Regions from separate parts of the Muntiacus reevesi genome. Here region 1 is linked to region 2. A link is a contact called in public Hi-C data. All regions are on one chromosome and are shown on one strand. Each heading gives the region's core, a stretch centred on a gene start, on an enhancer-like site or on the middle of the called end of the contact. The rest is flanking DNA. Distances are from core to core; before and after follow the strand shown.

Region 1 (5,199 bases), core at 1,880-4,379, 300 kb before region 2:
TGGGTTGTTGGAAGCAGGCAATGAGTTATTCTATGTGAACCACTTAGAAGAGTGCCTGGTCTATGGTAACAGCCATATCTGTGTGTGTGTTAGTCACTCAGTGGTGTCTGACTCTTTGGGACCCCATGGACTGTAGCCCGCCAGGCTCCTCTGTCCATGGAATTCTCCAGGCAAGAATACTGCAGTGGGTTGCCATTTCCTTCTCCTGGGAAGAGCCATATAAGTGTTAGCTATTAAAATAATAATTATTTCTCTGTCTGCTTAAGTGTCTCTGAGTCGTGCTGTCTGTCTGCATGACTCCAACCCTGCAGCTCTCCCTGCCCAAACCCCCACCCCCATACATCCATTTTTCCTTGCTGGGTCCTTGGCCTCCATCTCTACCCTCATTGGGACAGTCTCACCTCTCTCCAGGACTCCCCTGGCATGGCCAGCCTCAGCACTGGTCAGGGCTGACTCACTGTGGCCTCCTGGCCCGTGGGACCTGCAGGTTGGCTTCCTGAGATGCTGCCCTCTGGTCAGACCTGCCCAGCCCCCCAACGCTGCCCGCTGCACCCCCGCAGGGCCCAGCCAGATGTCAGCTGCAGTTATTAGCATGGGCGGGAGACACAGACCTGGCAGCGTGCCTGCCAGACTCAGCGGCCACTGGAATCTCCCTTGAGCCTCGGGCAGGGGAGGGGAGCAGTTCAAGCAAGGGAGGAGGGGAGGGGGGACCCAAGGGTCACAAGGACCCTCCAGAGATGGGGACACCCCCAGCTTCTCGTGGGACCTTCCTCCCCAACGCGCCACTGCTCTGCTGGACTTCCCCAGCCCCCGCAGAGCTGTTTCTCTTTTGCCTTCTTTCGTTTTGCTTCTCTCCTCCACACTTGGTGAACTCTGTGCTTGACCTGTAAAGGTTGGCTAGCCCCTCTCCCCCAGCCTCTCTCTGCCCTAAAGAAACTTCCAGCTATCTCCCCAAAGATAGAGGCTTCACTCTCTGAGAGCCTGAGCTCATCTTTGGTTCTAGAGGCTGGTATCCTATCTGCTTGAAAGTTCCACTTTAAGTCTAAATCGAAGCCTCACCATCTAAACCTTCACTTATTCCTGGGGAAGGGGCTCTGAAAGTGTTCCCTCAGATGAGGGCGACACCTAGGGTGAGGGAATGGATCCCCCTTTAGGTATTCTGGATGGTGAGGAGCCCCCATACTAAAACAGGAGTAGGGCCCCTCACCCACATGAGTGAAGGAGGGGCCACCGCAGCCCCTACAGATGTATGTGCCAGACCTCCTGGCAGAAAGTAAGGGCACCCGGCTAGAGGTAAGAGGCAGCCGTGTCAGCCCGCCCAGGCGCCGGGGTCGCCTCGAGGCATTGGCCCGCCCCCTCTTCGCCCGTCGGGCTGGGGGCGAAGTCCGACCCAGGCCCGCGGGCAGGCGGGGACCTGCCAGGCTGGGTCGGGCCAGGCAGGGCCTGGCAGGACGCGGCCTCAGAGCGGCTGGGTGGGGCCGGGCCAGGCGGCCGTGGGGGCCCCGGGGGCGGCGGCCGGGGCTGGTCGGGACTAGCCGTCCGGGGGCCCGGGCGTGCCCTGGGACCTGGCAGATACCGGGGCGGCCGGCTCCTGGCCTGGGCCCCGGGACAGTGCTAGCCCCACCCCTTCCTGTGCCCTTATATGGGCGTCGGGGCGAGACTCCGGGGGCCGTCCCGCCCCCAGTCCGGCCGGCGGACTCCCGCCTGTTGCCATGGCGACCAGACCCCGCTCCTTGGTGGGTCCCCCTCCCTCGGGCCGGTGGAATCGTCCGGGACTGCCAGCCTCCGCCATTCCCTGCGGGCTCCGAGGACTGAACCATTCCTGGGGTGGGAATCGGTGACTGGAGACCTCTGCAGCTGGGCTATTTCAGCGCCCCTGGCTTCCTCGGGGGTCGCCTGCTCAGGTTCCTCTTACGAGGCCCTGAACCCCGCCGGACACAGGGCGGGGCTCCTGGTCCCGTAGGATTCGAGTGACGGAGGCAGGGCCGGGCTCCGTCCCCCGGGGCTGTTGCCACACTTCCTGCCGCGGCGCTCTTTCCCCAGCCTGTTTCTAAGGAAGGAGTGGGGTTGGGCGACCGCGCCCCAGCCGTCGGGCTGGGTCTAGGCACCAGGAGCCGACACGGTGTCGGTCAACCTCAGGGTCACTAGGGGAGGGCTTTGGGGTGGGGAGTATACAGGCACCCACGAGAGGGGGAGCCGATCATGGAAGGTCCCGACCCCTCCTTCTCTCAGGTCTCAACTGGGGACCCTCTTAATATTATCTCAATTCTGAAAGGGTGCCTCGACCCTTCTAATTCTCTCCTTCACTGGGGCTTCGCAGATGACCCCAGTGACCCCCAACCTCTGACAGTATCCCAGTCTTCTACGCCACGTATTTTCCTTGCCTCAGTGTACCCCAGGATCCTCACTCACTTTATGCATTTCTAGTTTCTCTCAATTCCTTCCCCTTCCCGCGTGTGGGGGACTCTGTCTCTCTCCGGTGGGCTCCAGGACCCCGACTCATTTTTTGCATAGTGGACCCTCCAGCCTCTCCCAGGTGCACTTTTGATCGCTCTTACTTACCCGGGTTCAGCTCCTCCTGGGAAAATTCAGCCCCTCAACCCTTCTGTACTCTGGACCCCCACTCAGTTTCTGAGTCAGATGTCTCCTCCCCCGCTTCCCCATCTACCTTGCTTAACCTTCCTGTCTCTCCTTTGCGGGGTCTCTCAGTGTATTCTCAGCCCTCCAGCACCTCTGAAAGACTCCAGATCACTCAGGCCTTTCCGTGTGCATCCCGGGACCACCCCCTCCCCCCAACATACACACACTTGCTCAGTACCAATTCCTCGTATCCCTTGTATCGGTGAAATCATCACCCTCCCCGAAACCTCTCCCGGTGTGCCTCGGATCGCCCCAGCACCCCCTTCCTCACGCACCCTAGGGTCCTCTGGCCCCTCCCCCTGCAGGCGCTCCGAGCCACCCAGCCCGTGGCCGCTGTTTACAAGGACACGCGCTTCCTGACAATGACGCGAGCCGCCTCCTCCCCTTCCCCACGCTCCAGAAGGGGGGCGCGGGGGCCTGGCTCGGGCGACAGCCAATCAGAGCGCACTTCCGCGGCTGACAACCGGGGTATAAAGGCTTGTGGCTCTGGCGGAGCGGCCGGGACCTTGAGCACGGCCAGGCCAGCACCGGAGCCAGCAGGGAGCAGGGAGCAAGGGGGAAGCGACACCAAGAAAACGAGCGCGCCAGAGAGGGGCAGAGGGGCTCGAGAAGCCGCACAGAGCTTCCTCCTACAGCCTCCGACTGGCCTCTCCCGACCAGTGCCAGCCCTCAGGAACGTTCGTACAGACACCTGATACAGGCAGAGCCGCGGACTGCGCGCGGCTCCCTGCAGCGAGGCCCGGGGCGGCCCCGCAGGGACCCCCTCAGACCGCCCGGGCCGCCCGGATGTGCACTAAAATGGAACAGCCCTTCTACCACGACGACTCATACGCAGCGGCGGGATACGGCCGGACCCCGGGCGGCCTCTCTCTACACGACTACAAACTCCTGAAACCCAGCCTGGCGCTCAACCTGGCCGACCCCTACCGAAATCTCAAAGCACCCGGTGCGCGGGGTCCCGGCCCAGAGGGCAACGGCGGAGGCAGCTACTTTTCCAGCCAGGGTTCGGACACAGGCGCGTCGCTCAAGCTAGCCTCATCGGAGCTGGAGCGCCTGATCGTCCCCAACAGCAACGGCGTGATCACGACGACGCCCACGCCCCCGGGACAGTACTTTTACCCCCGCGGGGGTGGCAGCGGTGGAGGTGCGGGGGGCGCAGGGGGCGGTGTCACTGAGGAGCAGGAAGGTTTCGCCGACGGCTTTGTAAAAGCGCTGGACGACCTGCACAAGATGAACCACGTGACGCCCCCCAACGTGTCCCTGGGCGCCAGCGGGGGCCCCCCAGCCGGGCCCGGGAGCGTCTACGCTGGCCCGGAGCCGCCGCCAGTCTACACCAACCTCAGCAGCTATTCTCCGGCCTCTGCGCCCTCCGGAGGAGCCGGGGCCGCCGTCGGGACAGGGAGCTCCTACCCGACGGCCACCATCAGCTACCTCCCACACGCGCCGCCCTTCGCCGGCGGCCACCCGGCGCAGCTGGGCCTGGGCCGTGGCGCCTCCGCCTTCAAGGAGGAACCGCAGACCGTGCCTGAGGCGCGCAGCCGCGATGCCACGCCGCCGGTGTCCCCCATCAACATGGAAGACCAGGAGCGCATCAAAGTAGAGCGCAAGCGGCTGCGAAACCGGCTGGCGGCCACCAAGTGCCGGAAGCGGAAGCTGGAGCGCATCGCGCGCCTGGAGGACAAGGTGAAGACACTCAAGGCGGAGAACGCGGGGCTGTCCAGCACTGCCGGCCTCCTCCGGGAGCAGGTGGCCCAGCTCAAACAGAAGGTCATGACCCACGTCAGCAACGGCTGCCAACTGCTGCTTGGGGTCAAGGGACACGCCTTCTGAGCGCCCCCTTATCCCCCGTACGGACATTTCCCCAACCTGGACGGCTGGGCGCACGCCTCCCATGGGGCGAGGGGGCAGGCGGTGGGCACTGGCCCTGGGGCCTGAGGACGCTACAAACCACACTGGACTCCTGCTCGCCCGCTCTGCGCCCAGTCCTTCCACCTCAACGTTTACAAGCCCCCCTTCCACTATTTTTTTTTTTATTTTTTTTTCTGCAGAACTCAATTCATATTGAATATAATATATTTGTGTATTTAACAGGGAGGGGAGGAGGGGGCGATTGCGGCGGAGCTGGTTCCGCCGCCCGGTACTCTAGTCCTCGGGGATACTGGGGAGGGGACCCCCGCCCCCTGCCCTCCCCCCTCTGAACCGTACTGTGAAGAAACACGCAGTCGGTTTCTAAAGGATTTATTTTAAGCTTTGTTTATGTGTGAGTTCGTTTATTGTCCTTTTTATTGAATCTATTTAAGTAAAAAAAAAAGTTCTTTATTAATTTCTGTTGTCTTTTTTTTCAAGCCGGGCGGGCGGAGGGAGGGGAGTACTGGACAGCCCCCACCCCACGGCTGTTTGTGGCTTGATCCTGTAGCCTTGTCAACCTCGCCAGTTCTGTTCAGGCATCTTGCGTCCTCAGCCCGGGTATCCAACCCTTCTCGCGTCTCCTGATCTCCCGGATTGAAAGGTCCAGGGTGGGTACACAGTCCAGCCACCCCCCCACCCCACCCCCGGCGC
Region 2 (5,299 bases), core at 1,726-4,225:
ATAAGGACAGCATCAGAGAGTAAAAACACACCCCAACCCTCCTCACCCCATCGGGAACACTCTTCACCTGCACTGCTTCCCGCATCTTCTGCACAAACACTTTTCTCTCCTGAAGGTCTCCAGCTGGGAGCTTGAACTTGCCGGGGTTGGCTTCCACTATGCGTATGCGGCGAGTCAAGAGTCAAAGCCAGAGCCCGACAGAACGTGCGCCCTCCTTCGCCTCAAAGTCCTCAACACCTCCTAGGTGTGCAGCCTCCCCCAAGTGCTGGCTCTCAGCGCCCCCTGCCCCTGCAATGGACTCTCCCATGCCACCCACCCCCCCAGGATATCAATGGTTTCCTCCAGGTCTTCGAGGTCCCACTCGATGCTGCGCAGGCCATTCCGCAGCTCGTTGGTCGTCCAGTCCAGCTCCTCGTGTCCGACCACCGCGCTCTCCTGCAGGAGCTCACACCACCGCTGGTACAGCCCGCGGGCCGTGTTCACCGCCTTCTGCACCTCGCTGCGGGCAGGGGCACAGCGCGCGCGGCTGGCCGGGGGGAGAACGCGGTCCTCCCGCCCACCATTACGCCCCCAAACAGGTTGAGAGCTCAGGAGACCCTCATGTCCCCCTGCGGACCCCTCCCACATGGCCACAGGGCGATCCCGACGGCGGTGCCCAGAATGCCTGACATGCACCGGCTGGCACGCGGGCACTAGTTGGCAAGGGGACACAATATCCCGTGTCCTGCCGCATCGCTGTCACTCACCCTCGGACTACAAAAAAAGGATCTTCGAGAGACATGTCACGCCCCCCACCCTCCCGAGGCCGAATCCCCTCCCTTCTCGGCCTCGGAAGCTAATTCCCTCCAAGAGGTGAGGGACGCGCCGTCACCCCGCCCCCGGTCACGTGACCCGTGCCACCATCGAGAGCGGGGCCGCCAGGGGAGAAAGAGTGGCCCTCGACCCGAAGTGCGGAAACATCCGCTCTCTCTTCAGTCATCTTGGTTGTGGGCAGAGACGGTTTCCTGTCTGCAAGAACCGCCCCTTCGTTCTCGGTCCCCAGCAGTGTCCTAGTTCTATCTCACTGGGTTCCACTCAAGAGCTCCGAATCCCTCGGTTCGAGACCCAGCCCCTCGGATTGTTGCTGCGCAACCTCAGTTTTCCCTTCCGAGCAATGTACATAATGTCTCCTTCAAAACAGGCGAGATTATGGCTGGGGAAGGGGCTCATTCATTTGTGGGCCGTCGTTATGGACTCCTTGAGCCTGTACCCAAATCCTGTCCTAGGAGATGGGAGATGGTCCCAGGCCAGGGTCGTGGAGTGGCAGGTTTGGGGGCAGGGTGAAGTGCGGGCATTCTATATGAAGTTCTGAGGGAGACTCTCCCCTCATCTTTTTTTCCTGCGGAGGAGGGAAGCCTCGAGATCGCCCTGGGGCGGGTTGGTCCTGAATAGGGGCCCTAGAGAAGCTTCGAGGGGTGGTGGTGGTGAGGTCTTTCTGGGTGCGACCCTTGGGGTCGCCGGAAGGGGTGCGGTGGTGGTTCTGAGAATGGTCTGCAGGAAGTCCTCAGCGTGTGAAGAGGGACCGGGAAAGTCTGGAGAGGGACACATAGGATTGCCACCTATGTGACAGAGCCCTTCTATGTGGGGTCGCTGGGAAAATCAGTTTTTTTATAGGAGGGAAGCAGCTGTCTCCTGTGTAGGGTCCGGATTTCTGGAGCGGGACGTCTGAAGTCCTTGGAGGGTTGCCCCTGTTGTGCGTCAGAGAGAGCATCAGAGCTGGAGATGTCGTTGTGAAGTTTCAGGGAAGGAAGGGACAAGAAATGGGGGCGTCCTCAGCAGGTTGCTGTAATATGTGGAAGGATCGCTGTGGAATGGAGACAGTTTGGGGAGAATTCTTATAGACGAGAGAATACTTGCTGAATTTCCCTGTGCCGGGGTTGGGTGTTGGAGGATCTGAGCATGCTCCAAAGGTGCAGATCAGAGTTTGGTGGAGGTGCAGAAATAGTTGAAAGGGGGGTCTGGGAGGGTTTCCATGGGAGGGGTGGCGAGGACAGGAATGTAGTGACCCTTAGGTCCTTAGGGAGTTGCTACTTGTGTTGGCAAGGTCTGTGTGTGTAGGTCTCTGGGAGATGGCTTCAGTGCAAGCCCGCTGGCAGGGTACTTTCCCGGAGAGGTGTCACACCTTTCTGGCCTCCGGAGGGAAAGAAGCAAAACTTTCCTCTCACTCTCCGCCGACCCCGCTGCACGAGGCTCCGGAAACCGGGGGCTCCAGCCAGCTCTAGCTGCCGGTAGAGGGAGAGCGGAGGGGCGTGCGGGGAGGCTAAGGCACCACCCCCGCTCATCCGGAAGAGGCCGGCTACGGTCACGTACCCGCGATCCTGGCCCTTGTCCTTATAAGGGCATCCGGAAGCGGCTCGCTCTTGCCCTACGTCACTACTTCCAAATTTAGTTGTGGAAGTATGGCTGACAGAGTGGCGGGAAGGTTCGCGCACCCGTGTGGAGGGGGCGGGGGAGCTTGCCCTTAAAGGGCCCACACCACGAATGAAGGGAGCTGTTCGAACAATTCCGCGGGTTTTGAAGAACTGGAAATATATCTTGAAACCTTAGTGCGTAGCAGAAGGTGGGGCCGCTGTTTTCTATCCATCTGCTCTATCTCTGCCTTGCTCAGTTTCCAAGTCCTAATCCAACTCCGCCTCCCCGGGAGCAGAGGCGGAGCTCGGCTGCGTCCTTTGGGGGGCCACAGCCACGTGCTCACTCTGGCTGTGTTGCTGCCGGGTCCTCCGCCTTAGGGTATGGACGCCCACGGTGGATTTCGTGCGGAGGGAAACTGAGAGGGATGTTCGATGCGGAGCACAGAGACAGTAGCTTGGGCTGCGCTCCTGTCTGCAGACATCCACCTCCTGTGGAGTGGGCAACTTTGCCCTAGAGCCAGCCAGTGTGTCCCGCCTTCTTACCGTCTCCAAACAAGGGGAGTGAGGAGGGTGGGCGGACGCTGGCAAGACAGGCGTGCTGGAGGCTCCCCTGGTCCCCTTTCACCGCAGTGACTCAAGTATTCGTTTAGCAAATATTGGACGAATCGCTGTGCCTCGGTGTCCCCGCCTAAAGAAATAAAATACAACTAGCCCTCCATGAAGTGCAAGTGAGAGATCAATGAGATGTTTATGAGAGGAAAGCCTTTAGCGCCTGGCACTTAGCAAGTGCTTAATAATTGTCAGCACCATTATTGATTAAAAAAACCCACAAACATTAATTAGGCTCCTGGTAGATGGTAGACAGTTCCCACCGGGGCTCTACCGTTTGGAACCCAAGTTTTCTCGGGTCCGAAGGGAAACGTGCAGCCTACGACCCGCTGGGGTCTCCAGACACAACCGGTGGGGGGCCCTGAGCCCCATCCACGGCCCCCCTCTCCGGGGCCTTCGCGCGGGTTCAGTGAGCGGCCCTGAGAAAGCAGACCATCCTGAGAGTTCAGCTTGGATGGGGGGACGCTTCTCAGGAGTTCGGGTCCCTTTTCTTCTCTCAGTAAATTCCACCCTGTCGCTTTAAGGAGTCTCTCGCCGAGGCGTCGCGGAAAGCCCGGATGCGGCTCTCTGGTTGGGCGGGGCGTCTCGGTGACTTCACTCCGGGTACAAAAGGGTCCGGGTGGCGGGCGCCGGGGCAGAGCGTCCTGGTAGTGTCTCCGCGTGGCTTGTCCTGCTGAGAGTGGCGTGAACGAGCGCGTTGTCCGAAGTGCACCTGCCACCTGCCGTGCCCAGCCGGGAGTCCCTGCCGCCCTCGCCGTCGCCGTCGAGCAGCTATGGAAGTGCAGAAAGAGGCGCAACGGATCATGACCCTGTCGGTGTGGAAGATGTACCATTCGCGAATGCAGCGCGGTGGCCTGCGGCTGCACCGGAGCCTGCAGCTGTCGCTGGTAATGCGCAGCGCCCGGGAGCTCTACCTCTCGGCCAAGGTGGGAGTCCACGAACCCGAGGTGTCCTCGCCGCCCGTCCGCTCCCCTGACCCTCGCCTGCACCCTCCTCGGGAAGCTGAAGCCGCAGCCAAGGCAGCTCCCGGGGACGGTGAGCAGCCCTCTCCGGAACCCATGGACACGCAGGAGGCACCGAGAGCCGAGGAGGCCCCCGCCCGCTGTGTCCAGCGCCCCGCCAAAATCAGCCGAAAGCGGCGGAGCAGCAGCCTTAGCGATGGTGCGGACGCCGCTCTGGTTCCGAGCAAGAAAGCCCGCTTAGAAGAAGAGGAGGAGGAGGAAGGGGCCTCTTCGGAGGCCCTTGATCGCCTGCAGCCCCCTCCGGCGCAAGCGGAGGGCGCCTTCCCCAACCTGGCGCGCGTCCTGCAGAGGCGCTTCTCCGGCCTCCTGAACTGCAGTCCCGCTGCCAGCTCTCCGACGGCGTCCCCGGCATGCGAGGCGAAGCCGGCTTGCCGCCCGGCGGACAACATGCTCAACGTGCTGGTGCGGGCCGTGGTGGCTTTCTGAGGGTTCCTGAGCGGCGCTACCGGACCCCATAGCGCGGGCCGAACCGTCGGCCAGAGTACGCAGACCCGAGGCGAGGCCCACCCCCGGGGGAGCGCTCGCCCAAGCCGTGGAGAGGAGCCGTCGCCCGGGCTGCCCAGAGGCCCCGAGAGGGACTCTGCCCCCGGGGAGCCATCGCTACCTGTGTGCAGCAGCGACGCCAAGGAGCTTGAGCCGGGGGCGCGGGCGCCTTCCCGCCAGACCTGCTGCTCCCATCGGTGCTGTTTTAACGGACTGGGAGGTGAACCTCACCGACTCCTTCTGGAACTGGGAGAAGGGAGGCTTGGTTCTTGAAACTCCTCAGGGTCGGACCTTTTTTTTTTAACTGGGAGCTATGCTGCCCTTTCAGTAAGGTTTTTCAATCGTTGGTGTTTGCGTTTCCAACTTCAGAGAATTCCAGGCACTCCCCTTCCCCCTCCTGTGACATACTTGTGCAAGCGGTCATCGTTGCGTCATGGGGCAGACTTGGGGAGCTTCCTGCTGCCTTGCGTGGGTGGGGGCCGGGAGGAGGACCTGGGGTGTGGACCGCCCTGGGGAATGGGAGGAGGGCGGCCTGAGTCACTGCGCCTTCTACTGCCCGAAGCCCCTACGCCTCCGGAGGTAGAGGGCTGATCTAATTTCATTTTAAAATTTTTTCTCATCTGGTGCGTTAGAGGTGGGGATGTTATTCACCGTCTCAAGCTTGACCCTCAGACCCACAGGCACAATCAACCCGGACGTTCCTGGTCTGAATCACAAAAATGGGGGGAGGGGCGCTCAGAGCGCTGTAGGGCTGAGCTGGGATCAGTGGTTGGCGAGACTGGGCCAGTTTGGGGG

What was found. Hi-C and Micro-C count contacts between places; a contact is called where the count stands out from the background.
Region 1: a Hi-C map of blood shows a contact between it and region 2, with 2.3 times the contacts expected there. The contact joins the promoter of JUNB here to the promoter of IER2 in region 2. A contact is called at or near these places in 2 of 3 Hi-C or Micro-C datasets (blood and muscle).

What each region holds. Positions count from the first base shown.
Region 1 is chr1:191,206,690-191,211,888 of mMunRee1.1, reverse strand. It overlaps JUNB (JunB proto-oncogene, AP-1 transcription factor subunit), which reads left to right and starts at 3,129. Exons shown (of 1, transcript XM_065917663.1): 1 at 3,129-4,963. The coding sequence starts at 3,427. The coding sequence ends at 4,470.
Region 2 is chr1:190,904,533-190,909,831 of mMunRee1.1, reverse strand. It overlaps IER2 (immediate early response 2), which reads left to right and starts at 2,975. Exons shown (of 1, transcript XM_065917636.1): 1 at 2,975-5,299. The coding sequence starts at 3,773. The coding sequence ends at 4,447. STX10 (syntaxin 10) reads right to left here and starts at 882. Exons shown (of 8, transcript XM_065932055.1): 1 at 747-882; 2 at 330-499; 3 at 68-162. The coding sequence starts at 781.